Linked DNA regions of Mus musculus: region 2 is linked to region 1. A link is a contact called in public promoter capture Hi-C data. All regions are on one chromosome and are shown on one strand. Each heading gives the region's core, a stretch centred on a gene start, on an enhancer-like site or on the middle of the called end of the contact. The rest is flanking DNA. Distances are from core to core; before and after follow the strand shown.

The links. Capture Hi-C pulls out chosen DNA fragments and counts their contacts.
Region 2: a contact with region 1 is called in a promoter capture Hi-C map of liver. The contact joins two enhancer-like sites. A contact is called at or near these places in 9 of 39 promoter capture datasets (the C10 cell line, the HPC-7 cell line, cranial neural crest and 5 more), 8 of 484 Hi-C or Micro-C datasets (B cells, embryonic stem cells, liver and 3 more), 2 of 115 datasets of contacts at active chromatin or transcription factors (both in embryonic stem cells) and 4 of 9 other capture datasets (adipose tissue, embryonic stem cells, liver and 1 more).

Annotation. Positions count from the first base shown.
Region 1 is chr2:103,725,813-103,730,580 of GRCm38.p6, reverse strand. Nat10 (N-acetyltransferase 10) reads left to right here. Exons shown (of 29, transcript NM_153126.3): 20 at 1-71; 21 at 285-333; 22 at 2,485-2,581; 23 at 2,668-2,778; 24 at 3,693-3,865; 25 at 4,342-4,461. Among named protein-coding and RNA genes, the nearest start is that of Nat10, 33 kb to the left of the region's middle. Within about 2 kb of position 2,235, at least 4 of the 459 cell types and tissues checked have an H3K27ac peak or open chromatin away from gene starts, as enhancers often do. A contact at or near this core is called in liver, where this site is marked.
Region 2 is chr2:103,843,275-103,848,042 of GRCm38.p6, reverse strand. No RefSeq gene overlaps it. Among named protein-coding and RNA genes, the nearest start is that of 4930547E08Rik, 35 kb to the right of the region's middle. Within about 2 kb of position 2,427, at least 3 of the 459 cell types and tissues checked have an H3K27ac peak or open chromatin away from gene starts, as enhancers often do. A contact at or near this core is called in liver, where this site is marked.

The sequences.
Region 1 (4,768 bases), core at 986-3,485:
TTGAATGAGAGGCCTGCAGAGCGCCTGGATTACCTGGGGGTTTCCTATGGGCTGACCCCCAGGCTTCTCAAGTAAGTGCCTGCCTGTCCTCTGGAGCCAGCCCACTTCAGTGGAAGACGACAGTTCTGTGGGTGGTGTCTTCCTTTGCAGCTGGGGTCTCTGTCATTGTCTGCTGCCTCCTCCATCTGTCCCTCCTCCTGTCCCTCCTCCTGTCCCTTCTGCCTTTATTTCTCAACTTCCAGGAGTCATAAATGGTGACCACCCCCTCTACCCCCCTTTTGTAGGTTCTGGAAACGAGCTGGATTTGTTCCTGTCTATTTGAGACAGACCCCAGTAAGTGAGGCTTGGGGTAGAGGAGGGGTTGGGTTTGTGTTTGCAGTTGGCACCTCCTCCTCTAGTTGTCTTGGCTCCTCCTCGCTGTGCCCTGGGCAGGTGCTTCTGTATTTGTTAAGGTGTTGCTTGTTCAGAGGCGGGTTGGTACAGAGTGATTCCTTCCTGACCTTGGCAGGTCTGGTGCATCTGTGGCTTTGTGCTCCATTTTCACGTGGCAGGGGTACACACACGGACTGATTTGTCAGATTGTAGATTCAGTCCTGCAGGCTGGAGTTCCCTAAGTGTGTATAACAGAACTGAGTGTTAATGGTTTCTGAAGGAGAGAGGTGGGCAGCAGATGATTGGGAGGGTGAGAAACAGCGGTGAGTTCCTGGAATGCAGTTAGTGTCTGTGGGAAACAGCCAGTGCATGGGGAAGCCTGAAGCTTGTTTTCTAACAGGTAAAAGCAGCAAGCAGTGAGGAACACTGCTCCTCATGGTGGCAAATGCTGGTTGTAGCATAGTGGCCTATCCTGCAGCTTAAACCTAAACCAGATGACTGGAAGGGGCCAGAACTGAAGAAAGTGGTCAGGGATAGAGACAGATGGAGCTTGGAGAGAATGCCACAGCATTCTCACTTTTTAAAAATATTTTTAAAGATATATTTACTTATTTATTATGTATACAGTGTTCTGTCTGCATTTATGTCTGCACACCAGAAGAGGGCATCAGCTCCTGTTACAGATAGCCACCATGTGATTGCTGGGATTTGAACTCAGGACCTCTGGAAGAGCAAACAGTGCTCTTAACCTCTGAGCCACCTCTCCAGCCCAGCATTCTCATTCTTAAATGGAACTTTCAAGCTGTCTAGTTCACCACATAACAAAACATAGGAGAGGTTTCTTGGTGGGTTTCAAACAGGACCCTAATAGTCCAGTGATGATCACCCTGGGTACTCAGCATAACTACTACTGACGTTCACTCCTGCTCTGCGGCACTTGGCATCTCCAGGTTGTATGTACTTGGTGAATAGATGCATACTTAGATGCTGCTGACATCACATAGAGCAGGAGGACAGGTGGCTACTGGATTTGCCAGGACTGGTGCTCAGAATGGAGTAGGGCTTGTTACAGTTGGTGATAATGGGAGGTGGGGATATAGGCATGAGTAGACATTGTTTCCCAGAGGGGAAGCGAGCAGAGAGCAGGGTAGCTGTGGCGTGTGCATGGGGAGGACATGTTGGGTAGAAGAGTCTTGGCCTTTGTTCACTGTAGAGACAGGGAATGCAGGAAGAGAGGGCTGACTGCGAGGGCAGGCCTTGTGGGGTCAGGACACTGAAACCCAGGATTTCGAGGTTTGCTAGCAACTCATCCCTCACTCCAGGAGGGTCATGGGGAGTGTGAGTGCAGCAGTAAGAGAGTGAAGATGTCCAGTCACTTCTGTTTTCAAGGCCCACAGTGCTGAAGCGGGCAAGCACATGTGTCTTTTGGAGAATGCAAATCTGGTATTCAAGTTTGGTGGTGAATGTCCATTTGAAGTCTGGCATGTGACATGGAGACTCCCGTGCGGGCTGGCAGGGAGTGGAGATGGGCTCGTGCCTGTCGGCATACTTATCTAGATAGACAGATGCGCTCAGCAGTTGCTTGCAGGGAGGACGTAAATCTGTGAGCCACAAACAGGCCATAGGCATCCTTTGACCTTGTCCCTTTGACCTTTGTCCTTGTCCCTTGACCTGCTTGCTCTGACCTGTCGTTGCCGTTAGATGCTGCCATGCAGTTCTGAGAACTTATGTAGTAAAAGGTCCAAAACTCTGTAATCTTGCACCATGTCAGCCCCTAGTGAAGCTTGAAGCATCCAGAGTCTGAGCAAGACTGTCTCTTACACAAAGCATGTATAAACATACCGGCTGCCAGCTGGGCGTCTGAGTTTGCTGGGAAGTTTCTGCTTTATAAGGAACAAAGTTCACTGACAGGGTGAGGGATTGAAGCCTGCCTTCATGGCCTTGACTTCAGTGAAAGGAGTGGGTGCGGAGCAGAAATCAGGCCTTACCTAAACTCCTGCTGGGCCTGCTCCAATCCCGTGGCCTCTTAGGCGGCTGCCTACCATGCGAGCCCATGGGGGCAGGGTGGGAGCACCATGACATTGGTTCCAAGCAATAATGTGTGTCCCCTAGAACGACCTGACTGGGGAACACTCGTGCATTATGCTGAAGACGCTGGCCGATGAGGATGAGGCTGAGCAGGGAGCTTGGCTGGCAGCATTTTGGAAAGGTAAACGCCAGACGAGTGGAGAGGGGACAGTGAGGTGACAGGCCAGGGCACCTGCAGATTGCTAACTGCCTTTCTGTGCCCTGCAGATTTCCGAAGACGGTTCCTGGCCTTGCTGTCATACCAGTTCAGCACCTTCTCTCCTGCCCTGTCTCTGAACATCATTCAGAACAGGAACGTAGCCAAGTCAGCCCTGCCAGGTGAGCTGTCACCCAGGAGCTGAGGGCTGCTCTAGTCCACAGTCTCCATGCTGCCTGCTGTTCCCCAAGCCTCTCTCCTGCCCAGGCTGTGCCTGGATTTCAGGTGTAAGACAGGTTCACACAGTGGTTAGCTATGGAACCTGGGCTCTGAGGGGAACTAGCTCAGTCTCGGGGCTCTGTGTTCGAGTATTTATGAAATAGCACCAAGAATATGTCTCAGCCTTCTGACTGGTATATAGAAGAACTATATAACTATAAAGCTATATAGCTTTATAAATCTAGAAAGCATAGAATCATTGTTTAGTTGGATGAAAATTTTAAAAATTGCATAGGAGGTCATGAGCAGTCATTTTGTTCTATTAACAGTTACATTTATATATATTTTTATGTGTATATCTGTGGCTATGCACACGTTCTTATGTGTATATTATGTCTTGTGGGTTGTATTTTGATGGGAAAATCTGGGTTCTTTGACCTGGGCAGAGCATGTAAGGTGACCCTGGAGAAAGAGTGACAAATGGGGAGAGTGGAGGTGTGTCCTTAGAACGTTAGGGCACGAGGATCTTTCTTGGACCCAGCATATTGGTGGTTGTCTGAACTACCAGCCTGGGATTATGTTATTGGTAGCAAGGCATCTTACCACATTTACTTAGAGACTTATGTGTGCCTTATTTTGTCTGCATGTGTGCATTTGTACCTGGTGCCTGTGGCGGTCAGAGGGCGTCAGAGTCTCTGGAAGTTGAGTTATTGTTGGTTGTGAATTATCACATGTGGGTTCTGGGTTTTCTGCAAGAGCAGCGAGTGCACTTAACTGCTGAGCCGTCCAGCCCCTTCCTGGTTGGCCTTGTGTGCTGCGTCCTATCCTGTGAGGGCTGCAGACTGCCCTGACTGGTGGGCTCTTGTTGCATGCACAGCCCTAGGCCGGGAGCATCTGGAGGCACTTTTCCTTCCCTATGACCTGAAGCGTCTAGAGATGTACTCTCGGAACATGGTCGATTACCACCTCATCATGGATCTTATCCCAGCCATTTCCCGCTTGTACTTCCTGAACCAGCTAGGAGACCTGTCCCTGTCGGCTGCCCAGTCGGTAGGTCACCTGGGACTCCATGGGGGACAAGGGAGGACAGTGGAGCTGTTGGTGCTGGGCCCTTAGATGAGTCCTTGGAAGTAGCTTTGTGCCTTTAGCCCTGGCAGAGCTAATGGTGGCCCATCCTCACTCTGCAGGCCGAGGCGAGCAATGTGGCTGTATTGTTAGCAAGCAGACTGCTACACTTTGAACCCACACTCTCCCTGCCACCTTGTCACCCTACCAGAAGGCCAGGCTATCCTGCACTCCGGATATATGTGGTTTTTTTGTGAAGTTGATGTTTTTTGGGACAATGTGAACTAAAGTGCATTTTAGGAAGGAAGGAGTGTTCCTGCCTTAGTTGCAGGATGGAAGATGCCAAACCCCCACTGCTGCTCTCTGGTTTCTGCTTCATCAAATGAGGCAGCTCCATTCTAGGCTATTGTAATGCGCAAGGCTATCTTGGAAGCCAGTCCAGCTGATTCTCCTTCCTTCAGGCTCTTCTCTTGGGAATTGGCCTACAGCACAAGTCTGTGGATCAGCTGGAAAAGGAGATTGAGCTGCCCTCAGGCCAGTTGATGGGGCTTTTCAACCGGATCATCCGCAAAGTTGTGAAGGTGACCTTGGTCCATGGGCAGGATTTTGGTCTTTTCAGTAACATAACACATCCACTCTTTGTTTATAATAAGTACTAAAACTTAGATGTATTTGCGCAGATCTACACACACACACACACACAGTGGAAGTAGGTGGGTGGCGTGTCAGCCAGTGTCTGTGAACTGGATTTCTTCTCAGAGACCCCACTGCTGGGATTTGTATATACTCTGCCTGTGTCTATGCTTGTGCTGTGATCAGCTATGTTCCTAATGTCTGAAGCATTGCTTTGAGTACTTTTCTTTGAGACACTGAAGAGTGAGTGACAGA
Region 2 (4,768 bases), core at 1,178-3,677, 120 kb before region 1:
GTCTACTGTTAAAGTAACTTTTATTCTCCTGTTGGTAATTGTCTCAGAGGCTCACTGCCTCCGTCTGCTAACCTGGTCCTAGTTCTGAAACCTTCTAGACTCTGTACAGTATCATCTAAGCCTAGAATATTTTCAGCCTCTGAGAGTTGCTATTGAATATGCTCACTCTAGTTCTTTTTGAACTCTGGCTGGCTGGTTCAACTCAAACTCCTCTCTAAGTTGACTGATTCAATCTGGCTTCTCTTAGTTTCTCACTGAATTGCTCTGCTTGGCCTCATACTAACTTTGTCAATGTGTTCTAATCTTCTGGCTCCTTCTCATTCTCTGGTTTGTTCTGTCTTTGCCTGTGTCTAGCTTGTTCTCTCTTCAACCTGTCTCTGTAAAACTCTACTGGTAAGACTGCCTCCTCCCTCTCTCTGCACTGCCCCTCAAGTAGCTTCCCTTTCCACTCTTTTGTGAGAGTTGGGCGTATCCTATTCTGTCAAATCTTTCTCTGATTTGTCACTTTGTCTGCCACTCAATTAGACATCACTGGATGCTTCCTTCTACAAACTAACTTTAACTTCATTATTTGTCATTAAAGGTGTGTACTAAGGATGTGTGTGTGTGTATATTCTAGCTGGGGGTGGGGGCGGGGGCAGGATTAAAGGTGTGTGCTAAGGGCTGAACCTTGCCACAACTAGAAACAGGTCTTTTTTTTTTTTTTCCAGTAAATAACAACAACCTCTGGGTTCACAGTATGATCAAATATCATGCAACAGTCTATAGTCCTTGAAAGTGATTACCACAAAATGTTCCAGACAGACTTGTGAGAGAGCATAGGCATCCTATTTTTAAAACAGTATCAACTGTGTTTCTTGCAGAACTCCACAACAAATTTAAGGAGTGAGATTTGTCCTTCTCGCTGGTTCAGAGGGGCAGGGTGGAGGAGGATGACCTGGTACAAATAGCTTGCAACACACTTTTAGCCTTTGAACCACTTGATTACAAATTTCAACCCACTTTAAATCAATACAGAGTGATACCAAAGCCAACCTGGCCTCAGATCCACTTACAATGTTGTGAGGTTTACTTGTTTGTATCCTTGGCTGGCCTGGAGCTTGCTATGACAACCAGGCTACCCTTAAGCTCAGAGAGATCCACTTGCCTCTGCCTCCTACATTCTGGAATCAAGGCCAGCAGACCTTTATTGGCTGTATCCAATAAAGAATCTCTGTATACCCTGACTGTCCTGGAACTCACTCTGTAGACCAGGCTGGCCTGGAACTCAGAGACCTGCCTGCCTCTGCCTCCTGAGTGCTGGGATTAAAGGTGTGTGCCACCATGTTTTTAAAGTGAGGAGGGGAAGAGAAGTTGATGGTTGCTGTGTTCCATTTACTACAGAGTTGCTTTTTAGCATCAGCAGAAGGCCACATGGTTTCCCCGGAGCTTTTGAACTACATATTTCCCTCTCTCATCTCTTACCTGCTTGGTGTAGTCTGTGCTATTTTCCCTACTGGTCCTCCCTTTGCATGAGGAGGCAATGACCGCTGGTGCAGGAGTGTTTGTTTAGCCGAGCCACCCCACCATCATTCCATCCTCCAATGTACCCTTTGTTCCCCACCTGAGAACTGGGCTTGCTTTCAGGATCAGAGATGGCACTTTGATACTCTTCGCCTCCAGTGGGCCTTGTTAGTTTTCTTAGGATACCAATAGGTGGTGGAAGCTACCCACAAACTACTTCCCTTGGGAGCTCAGCCTTATTAGTGAGAGACATGATTGGAAGGCTGAAGCAGCAGGCTAGAAATCTATATGCTTTCAGTCCCAACCTTAGCCATAAAACCAGCCCAAATCAAAGACCACACAGGCAGGCAGACAATGTGGGCTGAAATTTCAAATATGAAACCTCAAGGATGACATCATCCATTTACTGCAACTTACTCAAATGCTTCTAAAAAAGGGAATGTAATAAACAGGTGAGAGTCCTGTGAGAAACACATCCAAGTCTATACAGAGCACTCAATCTCCATGCAGACCAGGACTCTCGCCCAGCCTCTGCAGCTGCCCTTATCAAATGCCCCTTCCCCAGACTCAGCTATGCACAGACCAAAGGACAGCAGGAGCTACAGCAATTCTGCAGGAAATGTACCTGCATATTGCATCTTCAGGAGCCTGCATAGCAATCTAACAGGGAGTAGGACCCTGCCCTGGGGGCAGGAACCCACCCCCACCCCCATAGGGCACTGGCCGCCATTGGTGCTCCCAACCTGTCAGTCAAGAGCCAACAGTATCAGCAAAAGGCTATCAGCCTTCAGGAAGTGTCCAAGCACTCGACTAACACAGTACACAAAGAGTTAATGTTCAGGACACAACAGACGTAAGAGCAAAACCAGCTGACTATTGAGGGAGGCTTTGAGGATACACCGCTCTTTGTGGCTCAAAGTTGTTTATAAATTAGAAATAATAGTGTCAGGGAGAGCCTGGACATGGTGGCCCACATCTTTGATCCCACCGCTGGGATCTTTGAGTTTGAGGCCAGCCAGGTCTACAGAGTGAGTTCCAAGACAGCCAGGGTTACATAGAGCAACCCTGTCTCAAAAACAAACAAACAAAACCACCACTGCAACAAAGTGATAATACTAAGCAACAAATACTTGAGAAAAGGTGATTGCAGTTGAAGAGTTTTAAGGCCTTTATTATGCTTTAAGGAAGATAATGCTGTTTGCTAACATTAAATTTGGTTAAGACAGACACTATTGCATAGGCCAGCAAGATTTTGCTGAAAGGACCCTGATATAGCTGTCTCTCTGTCTGTCTGTCTGTCTCTCTCTCTCTCTCTCTCTCTCTCTTATTTTGGTTTTTTGAGACAGGGTTTCTCTGTGTAGCCCTGGCTGTCCTAGAACTCACTCTGTAGTCCAGGCTGGCCTCGAACTCAGAAATTCGCCTGCCTCTGCCTCCCAAGTGCTGGGATTAAAGGCATGGGCCACCACCACCCAGCGATATAGCTGTCTCTTGTGAGGCTATGCCAGTGCCTGGCAAACACAGAAGTGGATGCTCACAGTCAGCTATTGGATGGAACACAGGGCCCCCAATGGAGGAGCTAGAGAAAGCACCCAAGCAGCTAAAGGGATCTGCAACCCTATAGGTGGAACAATATGCACTAACCAGTACCCCCAGAGCTCGTGTCTCTAGCTGCATATGTAGCAGAAGATGGCCTAGTCGGCCATTATTGGGCAGAGAGGCCCCTTGGTCTTACAAACTTTATATGCCCCAGTACAGGGGAACACCAGGGCCAAGAAGTGGGAGTGGGTGGGTAGGGGAGCAGTAGTGGGGAGGGTATAGGGGATAGCATTTGAAATGTAAATGAAGAAAATACCTAATAAAAAATTGGAAAAAATTGGTTAAGAAACTTGCACATTTATGAAGTAGCCAATGTAAGAGTAAAGATGGAATATAGTCTGGATATAGTTATCTATGTTTATAATCCCAAATCCCAGCACTCAGGGGCCTGGGTCCAAAGGATCTTGGTTTGAAGCCATCTTAGGCTCATATAGACAAGCTTGGGCAAGACAGCAAGATTCTAGCAATAAAAAACAAATTTTTGGGTAAGATAGATTAGTGGCTATCTATGTGAAAGCCAGTAAAGAAGAGAGTCAGAATTTAAAAACAAACAAACAAAACAATACAAAACAAAACAAAACAAAGCAAAGAAAAAAAACAACTTATTTCAAAGAGGGTAACAGAGGAAAACTCAAATTTTTCACACAGGCTGGAGATTTGGCTGGTAAAGTGTTTGCCTATCATGCCCAAAGTCCTAGGTTCAATCCCTAGTGCCCCAGATAACGGGCATGCTGTTGCATGTCTGTGACCCCAGTACTTGGGAGAGAGATTAGAAAAAGAAATGGAAAACTTCAGTGGGATTTACAGATCAATGAAGAAATTATATTGGCAAGCTAAAACTCTTATCTTATACAAAACAGTGAGAAAAAGGTCATGGGTAGGGCTGCACACCCTTAATATCAACACTCTGGAGGAGGAGGGCAGCGGATCGCTACAAGTCCAAGGCCAACCTGGCCTACTTATCAAGCTCCAGGACAGCAAATGCTACAAACTGAGACCCTGTCTCCAAAAAGAAGAGGAAGAGAAAGAGTGGAAGGGAGAAGGAGAAGGGGAGGGGGAGTAAGGATAGGAGAGATGGTTCAACAGTTAAGAGCACTGGCTGCTCTTCCAGGGGACCCAGGTTCAATTCCCAGCACCTACATTGCAGCTCACAGCTGTCTGTGACTCCTGTTCCAGGGGATCTGACACCCTCACACAGATATACGTGCAGGCAAACCCACCAGTGGACATAAAAATAAATTATTTTTAAAAATAAGAAAGGACTCTTCAGGCTTGGGCATGGGCTTCGACCAAGAAGATCGGGATCATCAGGAAATACGGGACCCGTTATGGTGCTTCCCTCCAGAAAATGGTGAAGAAAATTGAAATCAGCCAGCAAGCCAAGTACACTTGTTCCTTCTGCAGCAAGACGAAGATGAAGAGACAGACGAGCCGTCAGCATCTGGCACTGTGGTTCCTGCATGAAAACAGTGGCCGCTGGGGCCTGGACCTACAACACTACCTCTGAAGTCACAGTGAAGTCGGCCATCGGACTGGAACTGAAAGGCCAGTAGAAGCCCTATCTGAGATTCGCCTAGCCTTCAATAAATGGGTTGACAGGCTGGAGAGATCGCTCAGCGGTTAAGAGCACTGACTACTCTTCTGAAGGTCCTGAGTTCAAATCCTAGCA